Linked DNA regions of Zea mays: region 2 is linked to region 1. A link is a contact called in public Hi-C data. All regions are on one chromosome and are shown on one strand. The core of a region is the stretch at or near the end of the contact, and the rest is flanking DNA. Distances in the headings are between cores, read along the strand shown.

Region 1 (5,506 bases), core at 1,696-4,195:
AAATAGAGAAAAATCGATGGAAAATAAATCTAAATATAAATCTGAAAAGAGAAGAGGTAGCATAGTGTGGTGGTAGAGGGCGCAGCTGCTTGAGGTGTGGAAGTGTTGTTGCCTAGGGCATGGCTACCGGAGGCATAGAATATTGAGACTATGGCGGATGTCCTCTGCACCGGTCCAGAGGTCCCAGGCAGACACGCCCGCGTCCGTGGATGAGGCAGCCACGCCCACGTCCGCGCGAGAGATGAAGGCGATGGGGTCGGCGAACTCTGACTCTGTGGCGCCGACACCGTGGATTCCCCAGAATCACCTGTCGCCACCGCCGACGAAGGTGACATCGGTGTGCGCTAGGGTTTTGGGAGCCGGCGACGGGAAGCGAAAATGTGGAGGCGAGGTGAAGGTAGGGTTTGAGGAGGGCACAGAACTGTGGACAGGAGGTGGCTGCCACGGTGTTCGGGGGAGGGAGGGGGCGAGTAGATCGGCGATGGGTGGTTGGGGGCGGTGGCAAAGGGGAGGGCGACATGATAGGATCGAGTGAGGATAGGGATATGGCGATGTGGTGTGAACCAACTGAGACGTGGATTGATTGATTGAATCCGAAGGTGGACCCTAGGTTGCAGTTCGAAAAGGATTAATATGGTGCGGCTCAACCAGAGGGTAATATTTGACTAGGGCTTCCTTTTCTTATTAAGAGCCCAGGGCTCCTAATATACAAAACTATATATATATATATATATATATATATATATATATATATATATATATATATATATATATATATATATATATATATATATATATATATAACACTAGTCACTTGCGCGCATGTAAAACATGTAATATTTATAGTTTAGAAATAAGTAGTATTTGAAATAAGGATACACAATCTGCAACTTGCATAACATATATTGCAACAAAAAATTAATAGTGTTATAAGGTTGTAACATTTTAGGATTGATAATATCATAATAGGAACATATTTGCATAGGAACAAAAGATTGTCTGATATGATGTAGTTATAGGATTCAAAGGAACATTTAATTCTAGCATAACAGAAACGGTACAGATGCTTCTATGACTTAAAGTGGGCTCTGATGATGGTTCAACAGGTTGTTGGATTATTTCAGATATTTTCTTAGAAAGTGCGCGATCCTTGATGGCCATAGTCTGCATTGCAAAAAATTATTTGTCAAAAAACTTTTAACATAGGGGAGCTATGTTTCTTAGGTGCACTTTCCTAGTTTACTTGTTTGTCGCTCTTTTTTATACCTTATTTAAAAGCAAACATACAATAATAGGAAAGAGAACGGTACACTATTGCACTCCCGATCGGATAGAGCATAAAAAACATCCTATTTTTCTGAGCAATTTAAAACAATGTGCAGTCAACAAAAGAAGAAATATATAACATCGGAACAAAGCGTCGTGTTAAGAAGGTATAAAGGAAGGTGTATTAAAAAGAACTTTGCTTAAGTAGCAAAATTCTGAGCAGATGTGTAGAAGATAATGAAGCCCGTGTTGCCAAACAGAAATTTAGAGTTCACTGCAAAAACAATTAGAACGGTAAGCAGAGTATCATGTATAATGAATATTCATTGTAAGCTGATCAAAAGGTACGTAGCAGGAGCATAGTTCCGTATTTGGAAGGTCTAAAGGAATGTGTAATACATTGAAGATAATGGAGACTGTTGTCATTGAAAAGTTTATAATTCACTGGAAAAAAACATTTGAAACAGTTAGTAGAGTATCATGGAAAATGAATATTCATAGTAGGTATGTATGAGGGGGAAAAGAATGAAGTTTGGGGGAAAAATATAAATTTTCCTTAGGAAACTGGAGGCCCTCCTAGATTGGAAAAGTATTCTGCCCGTCATATTTACTAATTATTTTAAAAAACTTTACATAATGCACAAACGTTGAATTATTGAATAAGAACAGTAGAACATTCATTAATAAAAAATCAGGTAATGCACAAATATTAAATTAAATAAGATTTATAGAAAGTTGACTCAATGAACGGGATGATGGTTTCAGGTGACAAGGCAGAGCCGATTTTGCTGTGTCAACAACTGTAGCGCGCGCGGGAAACAAAGAGATGGACGATAGGGGCATGCATCACGATGACATCCGGACGGGGCGAGCCAGTGCGACCCGATGGCTTCCTGACTCCTGAGGAACGATGCTGCAGGGGCGATGGGGACGGAGGTGCGAATGGTGGAAGCAGTTAGCTTCGGAAAAGACGTCGAAATAGGAAGCATTCTGCGTTCGGAAAAGAAAGCGACGCTGAGGCAGCCTATCATCCGCGAGACTGGGATTCCGTCTCACGCGAACTCTTCTTACTTCCTCCCGGAGCATAGCACCTCCTGGAGAACTCGAGGAGTATTCCCTTCTAGAGAACTCGATGCTTGTACGATTCAAAAAAGGCAGACAAACAGTAAACAACAGATGGACGGTAGAATCAGCTCCATGGCTGTACGAACTAACGGCTAAGAAAATTATGACGACGTGTCCACCATATCTTGCGATGAATGGGCCCTGCTTTAATATATAGAAACTAGTACTTGCCGCGCGCGTTGCGTGCTTCTGGCCCTGGTAATTGCTATTCTTAGCAAAGTAATTTCATTTGGACTTTTGTGCCAAGAACGCATTGGAAAAAATCTCCTTAGACTCCAGCACACCGATAAGGATGTTCAGGGTCTTATCAATTCTCGCTTAACTCTTATATGACAAAAAAGAGCAACAATATGAGTGTAACCATATAAAGACTAAATATATCTACTTATCATGTACACCGTCTACTTATCATGTACATCGCCTAAGGGACAAAATTTATGGTACCTGAGAAATAACCATAACACCGCTAGAATCGGCTGAGGATCCTCGTGGATGAGTGAGGATCCTCGTGCAGAAATAACCATAACATTCTTTTATGTTTCTGCAACATGTTTATCGGCTTTGGCGGCATACGTTCCGCTTCTTATTCTTTTTCTGTTCTTCTTTTTTGTCTTTATACCTAATGCGAAGCGTCTTGAAGCGACGGCAGCTCCACGCGCTGGCATAGCCGTCTGTTCTCAGCAAACCCACCCGTCTGTTCTCGTCGTGGCGGCCGCCCTGTCCCCATTCCCCAATCCCTGTCGCCGTGTCCCTAATCCGGCTCCGACAATCCCACGCCCAGCAGTCCAGCTCCAGCACCACCAGCGCCGCCCTGCCCCACGCGGCCACACCCAGGACCCAGCGGCCAGCACTACTGCCAGGCTGGCAGCGCGCGGAGGTCCAGCGCCAGCCGCCAGCACCAGGCTTCCAGGTCTCTAGTGACTCGATCTCAAGGTACTCAGCGCGCTGGCAGCCGATCTAGGTCTCTATGTGTCCTTTGAGTCTTCTCTCCGTATAAATTCATCATAAAAGCTCAAGACCTAGATCGGCTTTTCCCCCTTGTTCAGCAAAGGCGTTTCGGGATGTTTATCATGGATCGATCGATCATGGCGGATGGGGAGACATCGGCGGAGGAAAAGAGGAGGTGGACGGGGCCACCAGAGGCGCAGGAGTTGGAGGAGACAAAGAGGAGGCGGACGGGGCCACCAGAGGCGCAGGAGTTGGAGGAGCGCCTGGACTCTCTCAGGGACAAAATTGCGGCCGCAAGTCTTGTCGCTGGCAGCCGATTCGGCGAGGAGCAGCGACGGTCCTTGTTGCAGGAGTGGTTGCGCCTCGCATCTGCCAAGTTGGATCTGGATCTCTCAGGCATAAGCGAGTTTGACCTATCAGCAGAGGCGTTGCCTTGGTTGATGCCGCCGGAGGAGGCAGACAAGAGGACGACGCACACGCGGCAAGAGGCGCAGGAGTTGGAGGAGCGCATGACCTGTCTGCGGTTGCTATTCGAGGACGCAGCAGATGACAGAATTCTCGCCAGAAGGGAGCTTGGAGCAGCAGCCGACGAGTTCCTGCTCCGCTTGACGACGCGTCAACAGGCCTTGACGCGCGAGTACTCGCGCCTCGCCAACCTGAAGAGGCCTCTGGATCTCTCCGGCATGACTGAGGCCGACCGGGCGGCGGAGGCAGAGAGGCTGAGGGAGGAGAAGCTGCAGAAGGCGCGTCAACTCCAGGACCAGGGGGACATGAGCGGCGCCCGCGAGTGTGAAGGTCTGGCACGCATCATCGACTTCGATGTCAAGCAGGGCGGCGAATACCTCAACAGTATCTGCTGTGTCGGCAACATCTACACCTTCGACCACACAGAGGAGTGTAAGTTCCTCAAGCAGTCACAGTAATTCTTAACTGACTCATGTTCTTGACTGCATGTCAGCATGTGTGATTTGTTCCTGCTTATTGGTTCCATTATATATATCATTAGTTCATTACATGTGCTTCCTCACAGCGCCCGTTGGTCCGATGAGATTTACCAACAGACCCTGGCAAGACAAGATGTGTGTGAATTGTGCGTCGATAAACATCCTATCTGTCAAGATTGCATGCTCGGATATCGACTTCCCCATCCAAGTCTATGGCACCGTTGTTGCCAGGGACTGCATCGACTACAAGTGTGTTTACCTCTTCCGCCGAGATAATGACCATTGCCAACTCATCAGCTCTAATGTACGTATCTACAACTTCTTCCTTCCCTCCCTCCCTAATCGCATCATTCCTGTTATTTCAGGTTGCTAGCTAGCTCTCCTTTATTTCATATGTATGACTGTATGCAAAGGGAGAGGGAGGGAGGGAGGCTAAGATCTATATACTCTTGACCTGCAATTGATTTATACTAGTAACTTGCTCGCGCCTAGTGCGAGTCTTCGATCAATGCTGAACACATTTAAAAGCGTGTTGTTTTAGATATATGGAGCAAAGCATATGTGGATATATCTAAACAAACAATTGTCCACGGTAGTAGAACAATTTAGTCTACAAATGTAGCAGCATCAGCAATCTAGATGTCAACATTCTAAGTTTCAGATTAATGATCTTAAGGACAACATAATAGAGGCTGATAACTCTGTTGTGTGTATTAGATGAATTTAAGGTTAATTTGCTATTATTTACATCATGGCTAGCAAATATACAAATTAAAAGGTGCATATTTAGAAAAGCAAACAGGAAATGTGTTAAGCATACATGTTTTCCTCGGAGTGATGACTTTTGGAAAGTGAAGTTGTGATGTCTCCATGCAATGGACCGATATGTGGAATCAGTAAAAAAAAGGTTAAAATCCACATAAATCGGTGTACAATTAATAGAAAATGGGGAAAAGTACATGTGTTAGTTATCTATATCTTCTGCACTGAAATTAACATGGAGAATTAGGTAGGGCATAGATTGTTAATTGCATGGTAATATCTATGAACAAAATTAATGGTGTCTTTAAGAAATGCATACGTATACAAGGACAACGCATGAATAGCAGCTGCACAAAAATATAGTAAGGCTGCACTGACATTTAACACTTACCATGAAAGAAAGCAAAATCATGTAATCCTTCTTCAGCTCAAAGAGAAGCAATATTGAAGTCAATGGGAAT
Region 2 (5,506 bases), core at 948-3,447, 340 kb after region 1:
CTTAGGATCCATCTCTTCGGGCGATTAGTCCCTTTTTGAAGAGAACGGCTCCGATACCAATTGAGAGCACCTAGAGGGGGGGTGAATAGGTGATCCTGTGAAACTTAAACTTATAGCCACAAAAACTTGTTAAGTGTTAGCCCAATAATTGCCAAGTGGCTAGAGAGGAGTCTCAACAAAACACAATACCACAAGAAATCAAACACAGAGATGACACAGTGGTTTATCCCGTGGTTCGGCCAAGACCAACGCTTGCCTACTCCACGTTGTGGCGTCCCAACGGACGAGGGTTGCAATCAACCCCTCCCAAGCGGTCCAAAGACCAGCTTGAATACCACAGTGTCTTGCTTTTCCTTTCAATATCCCGTTTGCGAGGAATCTCCACAACTTGGAGTCTCTCGCCCTTACACTTGAGATTCACAGAGAAATACGGAGTAAGGGAGGGAAGCAACACACACAAATCCACAGCAAAATGCGCACACACATGGCCAAGAATCGAGCTCAAAAGACTATCTCAAAGTTCTCACTAGAACGGAGCTCGAATCACTGAGAATGACAAACGAATGCGCAAAGACTGAGTGTGGATGATCAAGAATGCTCTAAGGTTGCTTGGTCTCTTCCTCCATGCGCCTAGGGGTCCCTTTTATAGCCCCAAGGCAGCTAGGAGCCGTTGAGAACAAATCTGGAAGGCCACCCTTGCCTTCTGTCGTCGGGCGCACCGGACAGTCCGGTGCACACCGGACACTGTCCGGTGCCCGATTTCCTTCCTTAAATAGCGAAGCCGACCGTTGCAGATGCGGGAGCCGTTGGCGCACCGGACATGTCCGGTGCACACCGGACAGTCCGGTGCCCCCTTCCGACCGTTGGCTCGGCCACGTGTCCCGCGTAGATCGCGCGGCCGACCGTTGGCCCAGCCGACCGTTGGCTCACCGGACAGTCCGGTGCACACCGGACAGTCCGGTGAATTTTAGCCGTACGTCGTCGGCGAATTCCCGAGAGCGGCCACTTCGCCCGAGGCAGCCTGGCGCACCGGACACTGTCCGGTGCACCACCGGACAGTCCGGTGCCCCAGACCGAAACAGCCTCTTGGCTGTACACAGCCAACTCTTCTCTTTTCTTCTTCTTTCTGTTTCTGATACTTAGACACGTATATTAGTACACAAAACCAATGCACTAAGACTTAGAAACATACCTTTGCTCTTGATTTGCACTTTGTTCATCCATGGGCATAGATTCACATTTAAGCGCTTGTGTTGGCACTCAATCACCAAAATACTTTAGAAATGGCCCAAGGGCACATTTCCCTTTCAGATCTCGGATGCGTCGTCAAGTGCTTCTGTTTGCTCAAAGGGAGGTCGTCATTTGCAGTATGTTGTGGTCAGTGTGCCTCCTGCCTCCCTTAGTCCCCGTCTGTGTTGCATGGCAGATGGCCAAAAGTGGGACACACGTAGCTACGAGGGGAGGTCTAGATGCACATTGGCTTTAGTATGCCGATGAGTATGTTGCTCTCATTGTAGTCGTCATACGACTGTCGTCGTTTCGGCCGCTTAAACCTGCGTCGTGTTATGTTTGCCTTCTCTGTTTCCTCTCTGTTGTTAAAGTCCTTACTGCGCTGTGCTTTGCAGTTGTCTGTAATATGTGGTCTGCCACAACATCATGTAAGGGGTTGCTTCGTTTCCCTTATAAACGAGGTTGTTAAGACGTGACTTAGTCATTGCTAGAGTCAATAAAATTCAGGTGGGGTTCTCTTCATCCGTTGTCAGTCTAAAAAATCACCCCCTTCATGTGACTTTTAGTAGTACATATAATTTGCACAACATAGGAATTACAAGTTTTTGTCTAACACAAAAGTTAGATCTACAGACGGTGTGACATACTGTTCCAAAGAATATGAATTCTTTAGAACTCGTGATTTAAAGGAGCATAGAAGAGAGGTGGAGAGATTGAGAAATATAAAACCGATGTTAAATAAAGAAGTTTTTATCATTTAATGTTGAATAAGGGAACGTGTTAAATAGAGAATTTTTTCACAGATGAATAAAGACATCCTTGTAGCAGCCGATGACCACGAAGGTGGTCTCTGCCTGCCCAAATCAAGCGCTCGCCTGACTCAGGAGTCAGGAGTCGGGTACAACAAGGCGTCATCACTATCCTTTTCTGCTGAATCCAGAAGACAAATACACTACTGCCGTGCCCCCCTCCCTTCTCTCTCTCTTCGCCGCAGCGTCAGCCGACGGCAAAACCCTAGATCTCTCTCCCTCTTAAACCCTCTCAACAAGGTAATGTTTGTTGCCAGAAGATTGGAGCTTTGGCTGTAGATCTCTCTTCTCCCCGTTTCCTCGATAGTTTCGCGACCGACCAATTTCTTGGTGATTTTTGGCTGTTGCCTGTGTTACAGTGCGGGAGGATGTCAGAGCCGTCCAAGGTAATCCACATCCGCAACGTCGGGCACGAGATTGCCGAGGTATGTAGGGGATCAGTTAAGGGGAATCTCGAACCTTTTGGATTTTGTTTTTTCGGATCAAATTCGAATCGGATTGTTTGATTTATGGAAAAATTTGATTTTTAATGGCTATATTCCGCCACTCTGCTGCTGTTTTGCAGTCTGATCTCCTTCAGCTGCTGCAGCCGTTCGGCATGGTCTCCAAGATCGTCATGTTGCGTGCCAAGAACCAAGTGGGTCATTTCTTCTTTCCAGCATTTGACTGAGTAGATTGACTATAGGTATTGCTTACTTCTGGTTGTTTTGTTTTGTGGCTCAGGCTCTTCTGCAGATGGAAGACCTCCATGCTTCCGTGAGCGCGCTGCAATATTACACTTCTGTTCAACCTAGCATAAGGTAATGCAGTCTATGCGTATTGGCCGCAATGCCTTATGGATGCCAAGGGCTCCAAAAGAGACATTCATACATGTGTTACGATGTAAGCTGCCAAGTAGCATAGCCATATGCCTGGTAGCTAATGTGTTTAAATTTATGGATGCTGAGGATATGTTTTTGGGCTTTTTTGTTGCGAAGTGTTGAACTTAAGAATACCCTATTTTTAACAATTGAGTTTAACATCCCATCCTATATGTGATTTATCATTTTTTGTGCATCATGTTTGACATTTTAGGGGAAGGAATGTATACATGCAGTTCTCATCTCACCAAGAGCTTACCACTGACCAGAGCTCTCATGGAAGGAATTCTGATCAGGTATGCCACGCTTCTGTACTGTATAATTAGTTTATTACTATATTTTCCAATATAGTAATATAGTCTAAACCTAAACCAATATTATGCATTTATGCTATAGGCCCTGGATGTAACTGATGCATGTTAGATTATATGCTGTAGGCCCTGGATGAAACTGATGCATGTTAGATTATTAGTGCATCACGTTTTGTTATACTTTCTTATTGACCTTTGTTGGCATTAAGTTGTATGATAATCAATTAACCACATCGGACATGCAGGCATAAAAACAATAGTGCATTGACTTAACATGAAAAAACAATCAAATTTCTTATTAGGTCCACTATTTGTGTGAGAGCCTACTTTTGGTTTATGTAATGTTGCCTTTTTATGTTTCTGTACAACACCCCTGGTATTGGTTTAGTTGCTGGCATGTCTACATTTTTGGGGTAGGCTTGGTTTGTTTCCAATTGAAGTATCAAGCATTCATAATTCTGTCCATTTTTAGCAATCCATTCCATAACAAAATTGTTAGAAAAGTGTATTGTTTGAAAGTATGTTTAGCTGTATTTTATACCTTTCTACCTCTTGTAGATAGAGTTAGATCGTGTCACATATCTGCTCTCTTATTTTCCAACTAGTTATACACATTCCTCCCTATTTATTCTTTTCTTTCTCTCTCCTCTTTTCTGTCTCGGTGCTTGTTGCTGCTTGACCTCAGGGGTCCGAACCCAACCGAATACTTTTAGTTACTATCCACCATATGATCTATCCTATAACAGTGGAGATTCTACATCAAGTATTCAAAGCTTATGGATTTGTGGAGAAGATTGTCACATTTCAAAAGTCAGCTGGTTAGATTTTCCTGCTCTCTCTATCTCTTTCACCACGCACGCGTGCACCTGGTATACATTTTCTGATTCCCTTACAGATTGCATGTGAATGGTAAGGTGGATTTACCAATTGATATGAGCTTTATATGTATTAATGTGGGGGCACTGCCGTGCTGGGATGTACCCTTTTTCTAAAAGTAAGCCGTAAACAACAACTTTAACCACTACCGACATTATGTGCTATAACATAGCTATTAGTTATGGGTTGTAGTTTGTAGATGTGCCTGCAAATGACTGGACTGGCACAGCTCGTACATCTAAAACTTGTTACAAATTTGAATGATTTTTGTGCTAACCATCTGCCCCAGTATGTCATCGTTAAGGTTCTTTATTCTTTGATTAACTGATGCAGGTTTTCAAGCTCTTATTCAGTATCACTCGCGCCAAGAAGCTGTGGAAGCATTTGGTTCTTTGCATGTAATAATATTTTATTATGTTCAGCTAATGTCCTTACTGTGCATGTATATCCGGTGTCACTTCATTCTTACAAACAAAAATATCCCAGGGAAGGAACATATACGATGGTTGCTGCCAACTAGATATTCAATATTCAAAGTATGAGCTGTAACATTTCACATTTTCAATTTGGTCTTTCTGTAACTTAATTTCTTCTTGTTTCCTTTTATCGAATATCCATAATTCTTTCTTGTTTCCTTTTATCGAACATCCAGTCTCAGTGAACTGCAAGTCCACTACAACAACGACCGATCTAGGTAATCTTGGCCTTTTCATTCCTGCCAGATGTAGCAGTGTGTGTTAACAATTGTTTTAGTTAATCGTTCTACTCCCTTCGTTTCTTTTTAGTTGTCGCTGGATAGTTCAACTTTGCACTATCCAGCGACAACTAAAACGAAACGGAGGGAGTATCTTGCAAAGTTTACATGCAACTTCATTTAGTAGTTATATCTTCTGTATGAATTTTATTTTCTTAGTTCCTTTTTTCCTTCAGAGATTTCACAAATCCATCGTTGCCTACAGAACAACGTCCTAGGGCCTCTCAGGTTGGCGGTTGATACTAGTGTTTACACTTTTTGCCTGGACCATTTTGATTCTGTAAAGCTAAACTGTGATTTTCTGTTTTTTTCAAACCCATCGGAGCAGCAAGGTTATCTTGACCCAGCTAATCTCTATGCCTTCCAACAAGCTGGAGGTAGCACACTGAAACTTCCATTACTTTTGGATACTTATTATACATCCCTGATATTTGCACAAAATCTGACTGCCTTTCATTTTTTGGTTCGCAGCTTCATATGCACAGGTTGGTGTCTGAATGGATTATCCAATGCTGTAATTTGTAGCAGAAAATCACTGAACTGAATATGTTCACATTTTGTTGTGCGTTTTGTTGTGTCTTGTTCAATGCATGTGAATACTCATATGAAGCTTTTGCAATACCAGATGGGGAGGGTTGCAATGATTGCGGCTGCATTTGGTGGAAC

The links. Hi-C and Micro-C count contacts between places; a contact is called where the count stands out from the background.
Region 2: a Hi-C map of endosperm shows a contact between it and region 1, with 3 times the contacts expected there. The contact joins the promoter of LOC100383343 here to the promoter of LOC103635613 in region 1. A contact is called at or near these places in 3 of 25 Hi-C or Micro-C datasets (ear, endosperm and tassel).

Annotation. Positions count from the first base shown.
Region 1 is chr8:102,548,708-102,554,213 of Zm-B73-REFERENCE-NAM-5.0, forward strand. LOC103635613 reads left to right here and starts at 2,946. Exons shown (of 4, transcript XM_020543428.3): 1 at 2,946-3,324; 2 at 3,438-4,236; 3 at 4,370-4,587. The coding sequence starts at 3,453.
Region 2 is chr8:102,887,262-102,892,767 of Zm-B73-REFERENCE-NAM-5.0, forward strand. It overlaps LOC100383343 (Polypyrimidine tract-binding protein homolog 3), which reads left to right and starts at 2,198. Exons shown (of 15, transcript NM_001175999.1): 1 at 2,198-2,279; 2 at 2,399-2,464; 3 at 2,605-2,676; 4 at 2,763-2,839; 5 at 3,114-3,195; 6 at 3,896-4,028; 7 at 4,420-4,484; 8 at 4,573-4,622; 9 at 4,739-4,780; 10 at 5,017-5,068; 11 at 5,169-5,217; 12 at 5,312-5,325; 13 at 5,466-5,506. The coding sequence starts at 2,408.